Linked DNA regions of Sus scrofa: region 2 is linked to region 1. The links are chromatin contacts, called in public HiChIP or PLAC-seq maps. All regions are on one chromosome and are shown on one strand. Each heading gives the region's core, a stretch centred on a gene start, on an enhancer-like site or on the middle of the called end of the contact. The rest is flanking DNA. Distances are from core to core; before and after follow the strand shown. Region 1 overlaps GM2A (ganglioside GM2 activator). Region 2 overlaps CCDC69 (coiled-coil domain-containing protein 69).

Evidence for each region. HiChIP or PLAC-seq counts read pairs in DNA pulled down with a chosen protein or histone mark.
Region 2: a contact with region 1 is called in an H3K27ac HiChIP or PLAC-seq map of alveolar macrophages, with 4 times the contacts expected there. The contact joins two enhancer-like sites. A contact is called at or near these places in 24 of 47 Hi-C or Micro-C datasets (adipose tissue, alveolar macrophages, blood and 10 more) and 2 of 2 datasets of contacts at active chromatin or transcription factors (alveolar macrophages and skeletal muscle).

What each region holds. Positions count from the first base shown.
Region 1 is chr16:71,750,347-71,753,207 of Sscrofa11.1, forward strand. All of the region lies in intron 1 of GM2A (ganglioside GM2 activator), which reads right to left. Among named protein-coding and RNA genes, the nearest start is that of GM2A, 16 kb to the right of the region's middle. Within about 2 kb of position 1,600, at least 2 of the 83 cell types and tissues checked have an H3K27ac peak or open chromatin away from gene starts, as enhancers often do. A contact at or near this core is called in alveolar macrophages, where this site is marked.
Region 2 is chr16:71,817,049-71,819,748 of Sscrofa11.1, forward strand. CCDC69 (coiled-coil domain-containing protein 69) reads left to right here. Exons shown (of 11, transcript XM_021077105.1): 11 at 380-2,700. The coding sequence ends at 557. Among named protein-coding and RNA genes, the nearest start is that of ANXA6, 39 kb to the right of the region's middle. Within about 2 kb of position 1,278, at least 13 of the 83 cell types and tissues checked have an H3K27ac peak or open chromatin away from gene starts, as enhancers often do. A contact at or near this core is called in alveolar macrophages, where this site is marked.

The DNA of each region.
Region 1 (2,861 bases), core at 350-2,849:
TCTCTGCCTCCAGTTTGGGAGGTGAGACGGAGGCAGAATCACGCAAAGGACTTTGGGCTTTGAGCTGTCATGAGGTCATAAGCTTTAAGATGGAGCCAGAACCCCTCCACGCATGACCAAGCCAAAGGGACGAGAACCAAAGGCTCTGCTGGGTCTACTGAAAAGACAGTCACCCCCATCTAAATAGGCAGCATGGGGCAGCTGCTAAGGGCATGGAATGAGATAAGGAATAAGTCAAGGCTTTAGTCAGCACATGTGGCTTGAAATCATAGCTCGACTACAATATCATGTGATTCTATACACCAGTTTCCCCTTTGGAGCTGAAGTTTCCGTATCTTGTTGGATTTTTTTTTTTTTTTTTTTTTTTTTGCCTTACCCACAGCATGCAGAAGCCCCTGGGCCATAGATCAGACCTAAGCCACAGCAGCAACCCAGGCCATGGCTGTGACAACGCTGGATCCCTAACCCACTAAGCCACCAGGGAACTCCAGCCATTTCTGCGTCTTTTAAATAGAGTCATTTATGCTTTCCTCTCAAACATATTATGAGGGTAAGAGCATGTACATAAAGCTCCTAACGCAGTGCCAGGCACAGAGCATGAGCTGGCTCCCGAAATGATGGCCATTAGACATCCCAACCTCCACTTTCTGCCATTAGGTCCGTGAGATTCCTTGTATACCTGGAATAAACTTCCCTTTACTTGATCTCTTGGAATGGGCTTTTGTTCCTTGAAATGAAATACCTGGCCATGACTAAGAAAGGCAGGACAGGGTCTGATTCATGCTGCATTCCCCAAGGCTCCTCAGACAAGGTTGGTACCAACAAACATTTCCTTCCACATGCATTCCACGAATATTAATGGAGCAATGATTACAGGCCCAGAGCTAAGTGCTGTTCACAGAGGTCAATAATTAGAAATGTGCCTGCCCTACCTTGAGGGGCTTTCAGTTCAATGTAAGAAAATATTACCCATCATGATCCCTGGGTGCCATAAAAGAAACAGACAGAGGGTTATGTTGAGAGTAACAAAGGACTCAAATAGGGTGATGAGGAAGTGATATTTAAGCTGGACTCCAGCAAGATGAGAGTCAGCCATGAAAGTCCAGAAATGTCAGGATGAGGGGACAGGCGCAAAGGCCCTGCAGTGGGAAGACGCTCAGCTCTTCTGGGCCCTCCAAGGCAGTGGGCTCGACATGGGGGCCAAGGGACCCAGACAAGCTTAAAGGAGTTGCAGGGTCATTTAATGCAAGACCTCACAGGTCATCACTGGGAGGCTGGATTTCTTATAAGTGCAATGGGCTGCCTTTGCGGGAGAGTGCCATGCTCTGGTTTATTGTTGAGAATGGACTGCAAAGGGTCACATGTAGAAGGAGGGAGACCAGGTGGGCGGCCACTGTCAAATGAGAGGGTCTGGGATTAAGAGTGGGCTGGAGGGTGGGTGGGAGAACTAGCTGTTTTCTGGAGCTGCTTTCAGATGCTAAGGCAGCCTGATTCACAGTGCGGATTGATTCCAGGCTGGGGGAGATGTCCAGAGCCCAGTTCCTCCTTCCCCCAGGCCCTGCAGAGACTCAACAAGGTGCTTTCCCATTGCCCAACTAGAGGGTTCTGTGGCAATGAATTCTGCAGCTGTGTCCAGACTCATCTGGAAAAGGAAGTATGATGGACTAGCGATGCCCACTAAAGCCAGGCCTGGCACCAGCTATTTGGCATCCCAGCCTAGGCTAACATGTGGGAAGTGGCAGCATATGGCAAAGGGAAAAGGCACAGATGAGGAGGAAAGAAATATGGGTTCAAATCACAGATCTGCGGAGTTCCCATCATGGCTCAGTGGGTAACGAACCCGACTAGTATCTATGATGATGCAGGTTCGATCCCTGGCCTTGCTCAGTGGGTTAAGGATCCAGCGTTGCTGTGGCTGTGGTGTAGGCCGGCAGCTGTCACTCTGATTAGACCCCTAGCCTGGGAACCTCCATATGCCAGTGATGCAGCCCTAAAAAAAAGACAAAAACAAACAAACAAACAAAAAGGCAAATCACAGATCTGGATTAGAACCATACCTCAGCCACTATCACCAGCTGAGAACATGGGTCAGTTTCTCCTCTGGAGGCTCCATTTCCTCATCTATTAAATGTGCATAATTATATCTTCAGAGTGAGAACTCTGTGTACAGAAGGTACAGGCCACAACTCCTCAAGACTGTCAAGGCCATGAAAACACAAGACTGCGAAACTGTCACCAACCAGAGGAGAGACAGAACAACATATGCAATGTGGTGCCCTGGATTGGCTCCTGGAACAGAAAGAGGACATTAATGGGGAAAATCGGTAAAATCCAAGGGAATCTGCAGTTTTGCTAATGGTAATGTACCTAGGTTGGTTTCTCAGTCTTGACAAATGTACCCCGGGAATATAAGATGTTGACATTAGGGGGAACAGAGTCAGGAGTGTATGGGAACTCTGTACTATTTTTGCAAACTTTTCTGTAAGTCTAAAAGTATTCCCTAGAAAAGTTCATGAGCACAAGGCTCAAGATCTAGCACAGAGATGTACACAATAAATGACAGTCATTAGACAGCATCAGCAAGTCTATTAAGCGCCTACCTTAAGTCCAGCCTGGGACTAGACATTCTCCCCTATTATCTAAGTTCATCAAAGCCCAGGGTCACGAGATCGGTTCATGCAAGAAGAGTTTCCTGGTGCTCAAACAACTCACCATGGCTCCACTCTCTTCATCTGGCCCAGGATCTCAGGGTCAGGGTTATGAATCACATGAGCCCACAGAAGTCCCAGATGATAGCAGATAAGAATGGAAAGTGCAGAGTTCCCATTGTGGCGCAGTGGAAATGAATCTGACTAGTGACC
Region 2 (2,700 bases), core at 28-2,527, 66 kb after region 1:
CAGCTGTGAGAGCTCAGTCAACGCGAGCTGGGATCGTGTGTCACACGTAATCTGTTGACTACACATTATCCGCTCTAATGCTCATAATTACTCGGAGCCGAGTCCTGTTACCCTCCCATTTAAAATTTGGGCCAGGGTGAATGCCTTGTCTGAAGTTACACATGGAAGCGGCGGAGCAGGTGCGAGCCCAGAACTGTCTGCCCGTGAGGCCCACACTCCTTGGTCCACAGACAGACTTGGCTCTTGGGGACAGGCAAGCCATGGGGTGGTGGCCCATCCGAGAACGGCTTCCTGGAGGAATGGGTTGGTCTCTGCAGTTGCCAGAGGCCCCAAGAGGCGGTTCCCCACACGCAACCCTGGGCCCTGTCTGCATCCACAGGCAGCTCTCAGAGGACCTGCTCCTTGCCCGCGAGGCCCTGGAGAAGGAGATCCAGTTACGGCGGCAGCTCCAACAGGAGAAGGAGGAGCTGCTCTACCGGGTCCTGGGGGCCGACGCCTCCCCCGCCTTCCCCTTGGCCTCTGTCACCCCCACGGAGGTCTCCTTCCTCGCCACATAGGGCCTGGGCCACCATGACGCCTGTGGTCACAGCTTTCTCTCCAGGACTTGGCAGAGAACACGGCAGGGACCTCTGGTCCTTTTCCCAGGCAGGGACAAGGACAGGAGTGAGGGGGGAGCCAGGCTGCGTGCCCATGAGGCCTGGGGGCTCGGGCCACAGAGCACCACCCATGGGGCTGCCCAGGCCTGAGCAGCTTTGCCCCTCGAGCTGATGCAGGGAACAAACAAGAGGAATCCTCTCCCCTCCCCCTTTCTCCCTGCACAACTTGGGGTTGGGGGTGGATCTGAGGCTCCCCCGGGGGCAGCCACGCCACACTGATCACCTGAGCAAGAGGCGACACCCCCCTGGTCCTAACTTGTCAGCTTCGCTGCTGCCTCATCAACCACTCAACGTTCCCCCTCTACCCCGGCTTCTCTCAGCTCTAAACCATTTGCAGAAACTGAAATGGCCCTGGAGTCCCTCCCTGTCCCACTGGGGGATTTGTCTCAAGGTCAGACTAGGGGACCGGAGAGGACGTGGGCCACACCCTGTGAACCAAACTAGGAAAAGGGAGCAGCTGGGAGGGGGCACTGGAGGCCCTGCCAACTGCAGGACGCGGGACAGAGTCCCGGGCCCAGAGTCTGGTCCATCCAGGGCTTACAGGCTGGGCTGCTCCTCCTGGACCAGGCAAGGCTCACTCCCCAGCCCTCCGGCTCCCTCAGTCTTAGTGCCACCAGGACACGGGGGCCACCTAGTGGCTCTAAGTGCCCTCAACAGCCAGAGCCAGAATTTCACCTGTGTACAGATGAGGAAACCTAGGGAGAAGTAGGACCGACAGAGCCAGGGGACTAGGACTTCATCTGTCACCCAGGCTCTACCTTTTTTTTTTTTTTTTTTTTTTTTTTTAGGGCCATACTTGCAGCATGTGGAGGTTTCCAGGCTAGGGGTCAAATCGGAGCTACAGCTGCCGGCCTACACCACAGCCACAGCCACACCTGATCTGAGCCATGTCTGAGACATACACCACAGCTCATGGCAACGCCAGATCCTTAACCCACTGAGCGAGGCCAGGGATCAAGACTGCGTCCTCATGGATCCCAGTTGGGGTTTGTTACCGCTGAGCCACAGCGGGAACTCCCAGGTTCTACCTTATCGTACTTTTTCTTTCTCCCCAGGTTCTGGGAGGTGAGATCTGGGACTTAGTCTTTCTCCTCCTTTCTCTCGGGCCCCCAGCCCTTTCCAGTCTCCTCCACGCCCACTCTCCACTACCCCCCCCCCCGCCCCGCCGCAGCCCTCAGTCTCCCCGTCAGTGTGAAGGGCTGGGTGCTGGGGTAACTAACCTCCGCAAGCCTGTCCAGCCCCATCTGTGGATTCAGGAGTCTTCTCAGGAAGCTTTGGATCTTTTGGAGACAAGCATTTTAATTAAATGCTTTCACACACGCCCCCCCCCCCTCCCCAATCCACTGAAGATCCTTCAAGCAGGTTCTTAGCCAGCTTTAGCAGAAAGCCAACTGAAGAACTGAGGTCGAGGAGCCAATGGACCTTGCCCGAGCCCCCGCCCACCCTCCACCCCCCACCCCTGGCCCTCGGGCCAGCAGGTAGGAAAAGTCAACTCACTGGAACTGAGGTTTCCTGTCTTCCGCAGCTGCCCTCCTCCTTCCCTGGGGTCTGGGCTTCACCCTCTTCTAGTTCTAAGGGTTCAGATGGGACTCTGCTTCTCCAGCCCTGGGCAGACAGGTCAGCCAGGCGCCTTGGGGCCCATTCTGGAGTGAAACACATGCTTCTTCCTGTAACTCTTGCCAAAACCTGGCTGGGATAGGCTGGTTCATTAGACATTAATGGTGACAGCAAGGAAAAGAATTGGTGGCCAAATAATTTGGGAAACTCTAGGTTCACTCCACTTAAATAGCTCTGCAAACTGCAGGACTTCTCAGAGCCTTTAATGTGCTCACATGCACTCACTGCAGATTCCCAAGAAGGAGGCCAAGTGTCCAGCATCTCCCAAACATCTTTGACCAAGTTTCTGCCCCCAACCCGAGCACTTCAGGCTGCAAAATGCACTTTAAGAGACATGGTTTTCATTGCGAGGGGCTGGGCTGGAGGAGGGGCAGGGTGTGGGCAGAGGGGTTTCCCCCATGTGGCCTGTGGTGGATGTGACCAGGCG